2 separate regions of the Rattus norvegicus genome follow, and region 2 is linked to region 1. The links are chromatin contacts, called in public Hi-C maps. All regions are on one chromosome and are shown on one strand. The core of a region is the stretch at or near the end of the contact, and the rest is flanking DNA. Distances in the headings are between cores, read along the strand shown. Region 1 overlaps Poc1b (POC1 centriolar protein B). Region 2 has its middle 95 kb from the start of Dusp6.

Evidence for each region. Hi-C and Micro-C count contacts between places; a contact is called where the count stands out from the background.
Region 2: a Hi-C map of liver shows a contact between it and region 1, with 4 times the contacts expected there. The contact joins two enhancer-like sites. A contact is called at or near these places in 4 of 12 Hi-C or Micro-C datasets (hepatocytes, kidney and liver).

Annotation. Positions count from the first base shown.
Region 1 is chr7:35,874,478-35,881,908 of GRCr8, forward strand. Poc1b (POC1 centriolar protein B) reads left to right here. Exons shown (of 12, transcript NM_001398583.1): 10 at 1,633-1,713. Among named protein-coding and RNA genes, the nearest start is that of Galnt4, 66 kb to the left of the region's middle. Within about 2 kb of position 2,089, at least 8 of the 93 cell types and tissues checked have an H3K27ac peak or open chromatin away from gene starts, as enhancers often do. A contact at or near this core is called in liver, where this site is marked.
Region 2 is chr7:36,071,051-36,078,463 of GRCr8, forward strand. No RefSeq gene overlaps it. Among named protein-coding and RNA genes, the nearest start is that of Dusp6, 95 kb to the left of the region's middle. Within about 2 kb of position 4,916, at least 8 of the 93 cell types and tissues checked have an H3K27ac peak or open chromatin away from gene starts, as enhancers often do. A contact at or near this core is called in liver, where this site is marked.

The DNA of each region.
Region 1 (7,431 bases), core at 839-3,338:
TGGTCCTGCAGTCTGGGTGCTCTTTGGCTCTCGTCTTTGAACTAAAGATGACTGCTTTTTTTTTTTTTTTTTTTTTTTTTTTTTTTTTTTTTTTTTTTTTTTTGGTTTGCCCTGCAACCTTTGAATTTAAAAATGACTTCCCTCGGAGGTAGTCATCGATCCAGGAAATCATTCTTCTTTCTCTGTAATTTTACTACACAGGTATTTTCAAATCTTTAATTAAATACTGTTTAGCTTTGAACGGTCAGAAACTTTGAGGTAAATGGAGTTGTATTGAGTATGTTTTACTGTAACTTGCCTTTTTATTTCATATAAAAAAAAAACCCTGAGATGTATGTATAACGTGACCTGACCTACTTATATAGTGTGCAGAGCTGTGTTCTCCTCGACTTCACTGCCGTGTGGTGTCTCAGTGACTTTACCTCACAGCCAGTCTCTACAGTATAGCTTAGCGTTGGTTACAAAGTGCTATGCGCACTGCTGACAATATGGAGGAGCACTCTGGTGTTTGCAATGGTGTTTCTTACCGTTTCCACTTTTCCCTCGGATAATGAGTTTATGAAGGCAAGCCCATTAGCCATTAGGGTCTCACGTCTGTAGATGTTTTCATGGAATTTCTGTTTTCTACATTTCCGTGGATAAGCTTGTGTATAGATTTTAGATATCCGCCCGTTCCTGTATTCAACATCGTAATGATCCTCATGGCGGCACAACTCTCCCACAGCAGCTGTGATCACAAGTGCCTTTCCCCTCGCTGGCAGCTTCTGCTTTTCTGGTTTTTCAGATGCTCTTCTCCACCTCTGGTTGAACAATGACTGTAGTTGTTTACTCTTGCTGGTCTTACTGGTTGTTCATCACATTTGGGTTCCGCTCACCTCCTGCCATCCCCTCCTAGCTGGGATCTGTGTTCCTTGCCAGTTTTTAAAACGGTCCATCATCCGTGCTGTAGACTGATGCCATTGAATCTTACTATTGGTTTCTTCTTACTATTTGGCCTGCTTCCAAGCCATCCACAGTATAGCTTTGTTTACCTGAAACTTTCATGTCAATGATGTCTTAAAATTTCACATGCATTCCTGGCGGATTTTCTTCAGTTTTATAGTATTACACATGCCCTTCTAATACTATCTGTATTTTAAGTTCATGTTGAAATCCATTTGGGTTTGTGCGTTGAGTGGGGTTAACAGTGTCCTTTGGTTCTCTTAGTGGGGCTGGGGACTCAGAAGTAGATTCTGCTTAGTTCTCCATTGGTAATCACTGCGTTTTTTAAATGAAAGTTTATAATTTCCTCTCTGGTTCTTACATCTTAACATTCTATTTCTTCTTGTTTTAATGTACTGGCTAGGATATTTTCTGCATTTCTTGAGGTGGGTCTTTCTATTTTAATATTCCTCTGTAGGTGAATTACATTGCTTTTAAAATATGAAAATGACCATTTCTTGCCTAAGTTCAACATTGTCAATATCATAAATGTTGGTAGGGTTAGTGAATTCATATTTTGCCAATATTTGTGTCTTTATCAATGAGTACATGCATTATTTTTAGAATATATTATAAATACTCTGTGGTTCTTTAGTATCGGTCCCTTATGAGAAAAGATATCACATTAACTTGTTTTACGTGTGCACACAGATCAATCCAAAACTTGAGGTAATGGACTTGCACAGTTCTTCTCCCCCAGTTGTGGATGTCCTTTCTTTTGATTCAACCACAGTAAGTCATTTTTCTTTAACTTAAGCATTGTTAAACCATTTATCACAGTCTATTTCCTGTAAGAGTCAGGAATAAAATGTGAACTCTGGCAACCTAACATTTCAGCACAGCAAAGTCATTTCTAAGTTTCTAAAAAACCACCAGGGGGAGCAGCAACCATTTCCAGAACAGTTTTACCTTTGAAGACATTAAACTCCGTCTAATTCACCCTCCCTACTTAATTCCTTGCTACCCTGCTACCCTGTCCCCTGCCTCCTGCCTTCCTCCCTCTGCCCCTCTCGCCCCCCACTTGCTCCCTGCTGTCTTCTCCCTGTTCCCTGCCCCCTACTTCCTGCCTACCCTGTTGCCTGCTCCCCCTGGCCTCCACCCGCTGGCCCCTGTCCTCTGCTCGCTGTGCCCTGCTCCCTGCCCTGGGCCCCTACACTGCTGTCACAGAGCAGGCTCTGCTCCACTGCTCGAAGATGGCAATTCCTCCGCTCTGTTTTGTTATTCCCAATGGGTTGTCCAGAAATGAAGTATCCCTAATACTTAGATTTATGTTTATAAAAGTTATCTGTGTGTTTTATAGTTTGAGCATCTGAAGGCTTCAGAAACAACTTGAGCCTTTTACCTTCTGAGTTGCCCTCTCTTCTACACCAATCACAGTAACCTGATGATTAGTGCAAGCCCTGCTCGAAGAGCAGGAAGAACAGCGCTGCCTTTGACAGCATTGCTGCTAAGCTGTCCATTTAGTTCAGTATTGTGGGTAAAACTTTAAAGAAACACAGCCTGACATATCGACTCTAGCAGATGCCAAGAAGAGTATCTGGTGCAAAGGAGTTCTGCCTGCACTGAGGAAGTGCTCCAGTTCTCCAGTTATGAAGTGTCCTTTCATCGTTAGTTAATGTTCTTCTCTGAGAAGATGCAGTGACAAGAGCCACACAGCAGCAAGCAGGCGCTCACTGTGAAAGGGAAGGCGTGAGTCTGGTGGAGCTGATCTGTGCTTACTGTGCTCACATCTATAACCCAGCAGCATTTCCGCACGAAGGAGCGACTTGTGCAGTGGAATTTAACTAAACGTTAACCAGCTATCTGAAACTTGGCACAGAGCTTTGCCGTAGTTAGTCTTCAATGAATTTGACACAGCCCATGACATTGACCTTATATATTCCAGTGAGCTGACTTTGTATCCTGGAGATAGGCAGCTTGTGACCTAACTAGCAGGCTAAAATTTAGTGCTCCTGACCTAGAAACTATCTCAGGGTTTTTGTTCTACTTTTTGAGACATACTCTCCCTGCCAAGTACCCTTTAAGCTTTGCAAAGACTCATGACTTGGGGCTGGAGAGATAGCTCATCAGTTAAGAGCACTGACTGCTCTTCTAAACGTCATGAGTTCAATTCCTAGCAACCACCTGGTGGCTCACAACACTCTGTAATGGGATTGATGCCCTCTTCTGGTGTGTTTGAAAATAGCTACAGTGTATTCAAAAAGCAAAAAAATAAACAAACAAGCAAACACACAAAAACTTCCCGACTTGAAGACTCTAAGTGTTCTCAAGAGTTTGCTATGAAGGTGGGCTTGTCACCAGCTAGAACAAAAGGGTACTTATCCCTTGAAGATAACCCAGGGGAACCAGAGTCAGCTAGTTTATGTGGTATGCGTGGGACTTTGATGTAGGAGTGTCATCCACAAGAGGGGAGCACTCCATAAAACAGTCAGTTGTCCACAAGAAGGGAGCACTGGCCTGAGAAATGTGAAAATGCCTTTTTGAAACAGAGCCAGTCGAATATCAGTGACTTCACTTTACAAGAAAGATTCTAAGGGATGATTTTAAAAGTAGCCATGCCAAGCACCATGGCACATTCTAATTTAGAATTCAGAAGTCAGGGGCAGGAGGTTTTGCGTTTGAGGCTATCTGAACTATATAGTAAAGACTTGGAGAGACAAAGGGCTGGGAACGTGTGTCTATAGCAGTTTGCCCAGCACACAGAAGCTACACTAAAGTGAGTCTTAGCGGCCCTCTCGTGTCTCCCTGTGGAGAGGAAGTTAGGCATGCAGTGTAACGGTGGCATCTTTGTGGCTTGCACTTCTGTCTCTGATGCCTGACAGAAATTTTGATATAATATTTGCCCATCAAAATCAGTTGTTACCAATCTGTATTTTTAAAGCACAGTTGCTCCCACCCCCCAGGTGTTTCTCTGCAAAAGGTTAGTATTGGCTACCATATACTATATACCATATACCATATACCATATAGACATGGTTTTAAACTGTTTATCTTCTCAAATACCTTAATTTTATTTTGATTCATTCAAGTCACCTATATAATTTTTTGGCTTTTTAAAGAATTTTTTCTTTAGGGTTCTGGTTGAGTCTTAATATTTTCACAGAAATGGGCCATGGGTCTGCCATCAAATTTTGAGTCAGAGATGGGTAGGAATAGCCCAGCAGTTGAGGTTTTGCTAGCATGCTTGAAACCCTGAGCTCCATCGCTAACCTGGGAGGAGATTATTCATAGCCATTTAGCATCTACCATCTACGATGTGGCTGCACAGGTAGGGTGTTCCAGAGTCACTTTGCCACTCTCCTCAAATAGGAATAAGACTGGAGAACTAAAGAGATAGCTCTGTCTGTAAAGTACGTGCCATGGAAGCAGGGGGATCTGAATTCTCAAAAACCGTGTATAAAGCTGGGTGTAGTGGGGAGAGCCAGTAATCCTAGAGCTGAGGAGAGCCTGGATATGAGGGTATCGGGGCTCAGTGACCAGACGGTCTAGCCTAGTTGGCAAGGTCCAGGCCAGGTAGAGACCTAATCTCAAAAGACAAAGTGAATGACTTCCAAGAATGGCACCTGAATTTGACCTCTGGTTTCCATGTTTACCTACATATGCTACCTACAGACAGACAGACAGACAGACAGACAGACAGACGACAGACACAGGCAGAGAGAGAGAGAGAGAGAGAGAGAGAGAGAGAGAGAGAGAGAGAGAGAGAGACCTGTTACCTTCAGGTAAATTATAGTCTTAAGGTTTGTTGTCAGGGTCTGAGGTTGTTGTTGTTGTTGTTGTTTGTGGATTTTTGTTTGTTTTTGTTTTGTTTTTTGAGGCTGGGTTCTTCTGTATAGCCCCAGGCAGTCCTGGAACTCCCTCTGTAGACCAGGCTGGCCTCTAACTCAGAGATCCCTCTGCTTCTGCCTCACAAGTGCTGAGATTAAAGGTCTGGGCCACCACCCACAATTTAGCCTTACGTTTTAATGTGTTAGGTTTATTATTTGTCCTACAAGTAGGTGAACAAAATGAGGTCAGCACTCCACAGTTGTTCTTTGGATTGCCAAAACACCAAATCCTTTCCCAAGAACTGGGATGGTGTCTTTATCTCTTTCCTGACCAGGACGTATAGTGTAAATACAACATATGCCTTTCTTTAGAGTTGGAGACAGCATTTCAGATCAAAGTAACTGTTTATAATAAACTGAGAGTTAGTTACATTATAGAAAAAAAATCTCAGAATGTGCAGTTCTCTAACCCATTAGCCGAGATAAAGACAGGCTGTCCACAGAAGCATGGCAGAGAGCTCCGCTGAGTTGCCTCAGCCACACCCACACTGGGCAGGCGAAAGCACGACCACTGTCGAGGGAACATGTTAACGTGAGAGTTCTCGTGTTCCTGAGGTGAGTGTTAGTCACCTGGGGAAGACGAGAAGACTCGTCCAAGAGAAATCAGCCCTTGGCCTGACAGAGGATACTATTTGTTATTGTTGTTTGTAAACTGGAATATTTCAGTAAGAAAGCAAGGTTTAATATAGTCCTTCCTTCAATTTTTTTTGAAAGTGTGTACCATGATAATAAAACACACACTAATCTACTTCTGATCTCTCTGCTCCCTGCATCCTGTCCCCCCAGCCCCCAGCCCTACACCCACTCTGTCCCTGCTTAGTTCCTCCCTCCCTGAGCTGACTTTGGAGCTTAAACTTGTGAATGTCTTGCCTTAGCCCCCCCCCCCCCCCCCATGCGTGGCACCTTTAGGTCCTTTACATTGCCGTACCAACAGGTGGCAGATTTGAGCAAGCCCTGGAGAGATGTGTGCTCATCTCCATCCATGTCTCTCAGTAAATATTAACTGAGGATACCCGCTTACATACATACTTCTCTGTGTCATTCCCCATTCTCAGCTTTAAAGAAAAAGAAGCAATAAATTAAAACCTGTGCAGAAAAGCTCAGAGAAACAGGCACGTCTCAGATTAAAAACATAGACTTTTTAGGGCAGTGGATCAAAACACTACAAAGTAAAGAAAAGCACTTCGGGCAAGGCACGAGGCTGCAGGAATGTGGTCCAGACATCTGTCGCATGGCAGGTGCCATCTGAGTAAGTGTGGCACTGGGACAAGGAACTAGGAAACTAAGGAAATAATAACCTCAGACAGTGGTGGCTTGACACTAGGCAGGAGCAAGGGAGGGGGTCAGAGATGGCAAGCTTCTGAAGATATTTTGAAGGCAGAGCCAAGAGGATTTCCTGACAGATTGGATGTCAGTTGCGGGATTCCCTATCTCCTCTCCCAGGGGACAGTAAGGTGTAGCCCTGAATAATCCCAGGGCAGCTGGAAATATCTTCTGGCTCAGCCTCATCTTGACAAAGAGCCATGGGCAGAAAAATCATTGTAGTTTTCTTATCTTAGGTTCTAGAATCAGGGGAAGGAAATTCTCTGCCTTTTTCTGTGACTTCGGGAAGTGCCCTGCTAAATGCCATGTAGATTTGAGTTTCTCAGCAAAGCACATTTGGTTTCTCTTTTGCAGAAGATTTTTTACATCAGCCTATTTGAGGGAAGAGAACGGTTGCCCACTTTCATGGACCATATGGTACATACTACCTACAAAATAATATTGTATTGACACATCTGTGGACACAGGGAGAGTAGACTTGCAGACAGAATATTTCCACGGGTGTTGTGGCAACAGTACATCCTGGTTACTAGACAACATTGTGTAACTAGTTCAGAGTTATTTCAGTTTCTAACTGCTTATGTAAGCAAAGCTTCGGAAGGACTTATTTGAAAGAACACAGTGTCTGCAAATTCAAGTGTCTCTAAACTAAAATGTATAACTTTTACCGCTTAAAATGCACATGCAGGCTGGAGAGCGTGTTAGGAGCACTGGTTTCTCTTCCAAAGTACTCGAAGTTCAATTCCCAGCACCCACATTGACCGCTAACAACTATCTGTAACTCCAGTTCCAGGGCACCCACATCCCCTTCTGCATGCAGACAAAACATCCACGAAGATAATGTAACTAAATAAATGTTTTAAGCACTGGCATGTATTGTGGAAACTGCTAAAGCTTTCAGCGCCAAACTGTCCCTTCCCTTGTGCACTTTGAAACTGATTTTAAAGCAGCATCAACAGGAGTGTTTGGTGTGTTAAAGGAACATGCCATCCTTTCTCTGCATGGAGCTCCCATTATCTTTTGTTCAATTTCTCTTTCTGTGAAGGAAATGGTGTAGGCCAGGAGTGCCATTTTCCACCCACAGTAATCTGCTCTGCAGTAAAAATCATGACAAGAAGTCTAAGTTGTGTGATTGAGGTATTGTTCCCTCCCCCAAAATGCTAATTTGAGCTTCTTTAACTTTCTAAGTCATAGGGAAAGGAAATTCAATGAATTTACCAAAAATCGTATACAAATCAAATTTTTATAAATTGTCCTAGTTAGCTAATACTTTGTTCTGTTTCTTTTCTGTCGTGACAAG
Region 2 (7,413 bases), core at 3,666-6,165, 200 kb after region 1:
TACTCATCTTCATTGGAATCTATAAGCAGTTGTCCTATAGCAATTACATACCATTGTAGCATTATAAATTTTGCTAAGTCACCTATTCTAGAACAGGATTCAGGCTTGATGGACCAGGACTTGCCATACATATACATCAAGGAGACTTAGAAGGCATTGGGTTATAGAAGAAAGGATGGAGAGGGCTTGAATTCATTGTACATCTTCATGTCAGATTTTAGATGCTATTTAAATTTCCATTTAATCCTGAAAATTCTGAGGTAGCACAAATATAGCAGCTGGGACTAGAGTGTATATAACAGTTAAAATGCCAACGTATTCAAAATCGGCTTCCTAAATTATGAGCCACGTCTGTTGATTCTATTTGTAGAAAATAACATTGAAATAAAAAAACTTTGCTTTTCAAATTAAGATGAAAAGGAATAGACGGGAATCCTGCTCCATGTTGAGGAGGGCCGTTGTCATACCTGAGTGTTGTCAGGTGTTGAGTGTTACTTTTGCAGGGTTGCCATGACCACCCCAGTTTTTTAGACATTGAAACCGAAGGCTGAAATACATGTTCCACATCCTAAGTGATACGGATCAGAGTTGGGTTACTGCTCTCTTTGACTTCTAAGTATGCCTTTGTGCTGTACCCTAAAATGCTGAGCCTGGAGACTGGGAGAGTTCTTATTACCTTTGGGACTAATTGATGATCGTTCTGTCACCTAACTCGTAGATTTCACCTTTTTCCCTCAAACTAGAGGGACAGTTTTAACTTAAAGATGAGGTACATTTTTTGAATTGCTGGAAAAATCATGGAGGAAAGTCATGAAGGACTTTACAAATGTAAAGTACTAATTTGCAAAATATTATGAAATAGGGTTTTTATTTTTGTTGTTATTGTTGGTTTTTTTGTTTATGTTTATTGTTGTTTTTTGTTATATTGTTTAGGTTGTTGGGAACCCATCAGCGGTACCCAGTAGCTATCTGAAAAGACAGAGAACTCAGTATCTTTACTGTCCAGCACTGTGGCCACTGTGGATTTGGCCTTGGGCTGCTCAACATCTAGGCACTGTGACTGAAGAAGTGAAGTTTTCATTTTATTGAAGTGTTCACAACTTTAAAAGTAAACTACTTACTATATATTGCTATGGTTGTAACAGACAGTGCAGAATGCTGGATGATTTTATGCAAACATAACAACTGGTTATGAATGGTCAATAATCACTGATGATCTAGCTGGGGAGCTGAATTTATCTTTGATACTCTTTGTCCTAATGTCCCAGGATACACTAGAATTGTTACTTTGGTTTTAAATGAATACAGTATTTTAAAGTTTCCTAGCTTTGGTTTTCCTTAAACAACTAGCCCATGTTTACATGTTGCATGAGAACCATCATAAATGATTCATGTTTGCTTGTTTCCCTTTTCCTCTCTAGGAGAATTCTCCAGGTGTAGTAAGACACACCTTTAATCCTACCTGGGAGGCACAGGCCATAAGACAGAGAAACCCTATCTTGAAAAACCAACCAACCAACCAAAAACCAAAAGCAAAACAAAAAAAAAAAAAATGGGGGAGAATTATACATGGTAGGCTTGTGCTAAGTTTTGAAAGTGCTGCTTGTAGTTGGGAGAATCTCTGTCATAGCATATACTAATGTCTAACTAAAAGTCAATTTTCTTTTCTTTTGAGAGAAATTATAATGTTGAAGGAAGAACACAGTAACTAACTGGACAACTGGTCAACCTCTATGTATCTTTGCCAGCAGTCACACTTTTTTTGTTTGTTTGTCTTAGTTTTGTTTGTTTGCTTGTGTTTGTTTGGACACAGGGCCTCACTATGTAGCTCTGGCTGGCCTGGAACTCACAGAAATCCTTCTGCTTCTGCCTCCTAGGTGTTGGGATTAAAGGCATGTGCCACCATGCCTGCCTTATATATTTCTTGGTAAGTTCAGCTCAGCAGTCTGGATAATCTTTCATTGTGTAGCTTCATTTGCATTTTTGTGATTCTTAACAATATAAAGCCAAAGGAACCATATCTTTTCACAAGGCTGTCTTTCTTCCGCTGCCCAATAAGTGACTCAGTAATATATTTAATCGGGACCGTCTTAAATTCTATAGATACCTAAAGCCCTCCTGATCATATGGTCCACCCCCCTTTTGGTTTCATATGTGTTGTAATTATCTGGAAGAGAACACTCCCTTCTGTCCATCTTTTCAGTGTTGGGAAGGTTGTTGATCAGCACATGCATAATTCTAGAATAAAGAAATAAAAATGGGGTTGGGGATTTAGCTCAGTGGTAGAGCGCTAGGCCCTAGGTTCGGTCCCCAGCTCCAGGAAAAAAAAAAAAAGAAATAAAAATAATGTAAAAATTTTTTCCACCAGGAGAGTGACTTGGTAGACAATTGTCTTAACACTAGCTTTAACTTCTTGCTTTCTTTAAATGAAAAGGTGAAAATTTACTTACAGAAGTTCTAAGGACCTTTTAAAAAGGAATCCTTTGAGCCTGTGTTTGAACAGAGCATTCTACTCATCCGTGATGGCTCGCACTGTTTTGATTGCATCAAGCTAAGTAAAGAGCTGTTCTGTAGATTTATTCTACCTGATGTTTGGGGAAGAGAACAAATTTTTTCAGAGACGCTGAAACCCTCAGGACTGATTTTGCCTTTGATCTTGTTGCTTTTCCTTTTTACCTCAAGGGTAATCTTAAACTTAAACCCTCCTTTTTTTTTCCTTAGAGAGAACCCATAATCGTTCTCAAAATAGGAGCATAAGATTATAAAAAAAAAAAATCAAAATGTAATCACCATGGGAGCAACTTTAAAACATAAAATGAAATTAAATGGGTATCCTTTGTAAGCCCAGTCTAAAAATGATTTCTATTTCGGCTCAGGCATTATTTATATGTCTTGATGCTCTGCTGTATGATAATTTTTTGTTTGTTTGTTTTAGTGAAGGGAAAAAGATGTTATGCTAGTATGTTTACACAAGAATGCTCAAGAATGGAGGGAAATACAACTAGAAATTTAGTGTCTCCATCATAAAAGATCTTTTGAAGACCCATTTCAGGTGTCCGATGGAGAACAGTGCAAGGAAAGGCTTGTTAGGTTAGGTATCTGAAGAAGTAGATTCTCTCCTTTGACATCTGAGAACTGCTCACGTGATTTCCGGCCTGTTTTTCTTTTCCCAGGAAAGTAACACACTTGGCTTCTGCAATGTTATGATGCAAATAATTCTATTTTCCAGCTTTTTATTTAAGTGCACAGGCAGGCTTTGAGAAGTGGCTATGAAAGGGAAGGTCCCTTGTGTTCTGAGGACTGTGCAATAACACTGGTAATGCTTTCTACCGCCCATCTATCTGCGTGCCCTCCCTTGCCAGCCCCTCCTCATTTGTTTTTACTGCTAGGGATGAGGCACACTGAGAATGTAGTTGTTGACTTTCGTCTCCTTGGCATTTTTCTTGAACCAATTAAATGACTGATGTAGCAAGTGCAATTGCCACAGAGTTTAAACCCAGTAATGGCCCCAACGGGTTACACATGGCTGATCCTTGACCCTGTAAAAAGGCAGTCATAAAAATCCACCAGGCAATCCGGAAGCTGCCGAAATTCATTTCTCAATGAGTCATCTGCTACTGTCAACAAGCATGAGTTAAGGACATGTGGAAACAGGTTATTTTTATGGTAACTAAAGTTCAACAGATGAACAAAAAGTTGTCATTCAGTTCTCGGGAGGAGTGATTATGCCATTTCAAAGCCAACAACCCATGCATCCCTTGGGAATGTCTATCATTCAAATGTCTTCCCAGTTCTTCCAAGAACACAAGGATGAGCAGCCTTTGCCATTTCTGTGCAGCTAGAAACAGAGGGTGTAGGAAGAGACCCTGGGAAAGACTTGTCTCAATTTTCTTTCCTTTTTCTGGGCATCCATTTAACAAAGCCTTTTTTTTTTATTTAAAAATTAAAAAAAATTTTTTTATGATTCCCTCAAGGTCAGATCACTTCCATTCTCAGTGTTTGTGACCTGTGAACCTAGAGGCCCCGATGTAGTAAAATCTCACCCAGTGCTTTGCTAATGATTGGGTGAAAGGTCAGTTGTTTGTAATATGCCTTAATCGACGAATATAATAGCACTAAACCACCTAATAATGAGATGCTTGAAGCGGGCTCTTTGATATGTCTGCTTTCTTTTCATATGCACATAAACTATTCAAAAACAGCAATTTGATGAACTTCTTTTAGATCATTGCTAACATTTTCAATGACTTATATAGGGTAAAGTATTGACCTATTTTCTTTTGGAAATCAACCTTACACAAAAGCTTTCTGTCACTGTGAAATACAAAGTCTATAGACATAAAAATAGTCTAACAAAATTCCCTTTTTTTTTCAAAATGTCACCGTTATTAAAGAAAGTATTTTCTGGGTGGGGTAAAATGACTATCTATATATAATTAAGGAACATTATCATCACTATAATCAACATCCTCACCATCCCCAACAGTAAAAGATAAAATAAAATAAAAGTCTTCTGAACTAATACTCTGGAAATATCCTTATGTTTTCTTTAAAGGCACTGGAAATGCCAAGGACTTATTAAATATATACTATAGTATATATTTATATTATATATAGTACTATAGCAGTGCAAGAGTTATTTGTGATATAGCTCCTTGGCAAATGGATCAGAAATAATTCCTTCATATTAAAAATGTGGTTTATTTGATGGTTAGGTTTTGTGGCTTTGCAGAGTTCTGAAGAAGTCTCAGCATTACGATAGTGAGGCTGACATTAAATGGTCAGCTTTGTCACAACTATAGTTGTCTATAAGTCAGATCCCTCCCGTGAGATGGTGAAACAGCTGAATAGTAGCATAGTAGCTGAGCAAGTGTTTAGTGGCTCAGTACCCAGAAAGGTAAGCTGTAGGCTGAGAGTTCTATCAGGCTAACAAATAAAGGGGTTGGATACAGGCCCTGAGATGAAAGGTTGAGAGGCAGGGTTTAAACAGCAACTTGACATGGAACCCACGCACACGTCTATCAGAGATGCACTCTTGTGCAACGCTTCCGGTCATAGCTCGTCATAAACAAGGCCTACTCATGGAAGGACAGCACTCTATGTCAACCGGCATTTCCTTTTTATTTTTACATTTTTACTTTGAAAAATCATAATGTATATGGACAATTATAGAGCATAGGTTACCCTTCTAGATCATTCCTTTCAATACTAAATAAAATTATAGACTTTGTAAGTACCTCTTTTTGTGCCTGCCAGAACCTAAGTCTTTGTAAATCAATAGTTTTATATGGTATCTAGTTTCCATATAAGACATGCTCCCTAAATATTTAGGACCTCTCTCAATATCTACCTAATATCTGTTCTGCTTTAGTAGAAACCTCTTCTTAGTATTTTTTTATTGATATAAGATCTATAGATATACATGATAAAGTATGGTGTTTTACATGTGTATATATAGAGGAATTTGAACTCAGGCTATTCATATATCTACCACCTTAAATGTCTATCATTTGTAGTAAATACATCTAAATCCTATCTCTCAGTTATTTTAAAGTAAGTAATGTATCATTTTAAATTTTTTCTTCCCTGCTATGTATGTGTGTATTCTCTCATATGTACTTTAAAATCTATAATACCACAACAGAAATGTTTCTATTCCCTTCTTTTTAAAATTTTCACTGTCATAATATTTGAAATGCTGTCCATGTCTCTAACTATTCAAGAAGACACCTTACATTCATCTGCTTATCCTTTCCTCTGAGATTCAGGAGTGGATTTTTATTATACTAAGTTAGAACTAGTAACTTCTATGTTTCTGATTGCCCTTCTAAAGTGGCACGTCATGGTGACACACAATATTTCATAAACAAACTAACATTCAACCTTGGCAACTGTAATCATGAAGACAATTTGTGAATCTACCCAGCCCTGTTTTCTTCTGCCATGACGCCTATCTGTGTGTATCTAATTTGGAAACCAAAGATCACAACAGCCCTTACGCAATAACTCTCTGGTTAATTTTTTTCCCATAAGACAGAGTTTCTCTGTGTAATAGTCTTGGTTGTCCTGGAACTTGCTTTGTAGACCAGGCTAGCCTGGAACTCAGAGATCTGCATGCCTCTGCCCCCTGAGTACTGGGATTAAAGGGGAGTGTACCACCACACCAAACTGATAATTTCTGATTAATTTTCAAAAAAGATCTAATTTAACTTGGAAAATCTGTTACATTTTAGAATTCAAAGGATCTAACCTTTCCAAAAAGCAAGGTGTAAGTAATAATTTTGGACATTAAGCTATTTCCACATAGTGTTGACTTTAACTGATGACCAAAACAGTTTGGGCATCTGCTTTGTTGTGGAGTCTCAGGGAGAGCCATGGTCTTGATTGACAAATATGTCAGATCACTTGCCTTCTCTTTTCCTAGTCTCCCTTGCAATTAGGTTGGAAACATTCACACATTTTATTCAGCCAATGAAAGCCTTGCAGAAGTACCTCATATTACTCTTTTGCAAGGAGAGGCAACAAGAGAGGGTATGCCACCCCCATTTGCTGTTCAAGAGTCTCGAAGTTGTAGGTATAAAATACAGGAGGGTGAGTCATGTGAAACAGAAACACAGTTCTGACTGAGTTGAGCCACTGAGATTTAGGGTTCAGTATCTCAGCAGCTAGCACTATGACTCTGATTTAGATAGCAGATATAACTAGATGTTATAAAATTATTGGAGAAATTGGCCTCATTATCTACAAGAGGAAATCACGAATCTTTGAATTAAAATCCATCAGGGGGAAAATTTAGAGGAAAATAAATCACATTCCTGGAAACTACGATGGACGAAATTAAGCTTCGGGGTAAAGGGCACGCAAATCAATGTTTTTATCAAGTTCTTCAAATGCTTCCAGATCATTTCATTCAATCCTAAACTTGTGTCGCTTCCCATCAAAGCATTTCCTGGGATGGTGAAATAGAAGATCAAAAGGAATAGGCAGTTTTAGGGCGATGGGGGTTGGGGTGGGCAAACTATGACCCCTTAGGCTAAATCTGGACTCCTAGTTTGTTTTATTGAAACACAGCCAGTCTCATTTGCTTACTTATTGCCCAAGGCTACTTTCACCACACAGGCAGGGTTGCAACCAGTGACCTCAAGTGTCACAAACCCTAATAATATATTTTAGGTCTGGCTCTCAGGAGAAAACATTTAGGCTCATAGTCTCAAACTCAACAGTGCTCTTGATACAGATGAGTTGTAGAAGTTATTGAATTTCAAGTCAGCTGCCTATGTGAGTATTTCCATGTTCTGTGAGCAAGGTTCAACAGGTTCTCGGCTTTTCTTTTAGGCTGTTAAAGCCAAGCGGACACACTGCTTAAAGAGCATTGCTGTCCTCGTGGTGTCTGGAGGGAGTGGAGACATTCGC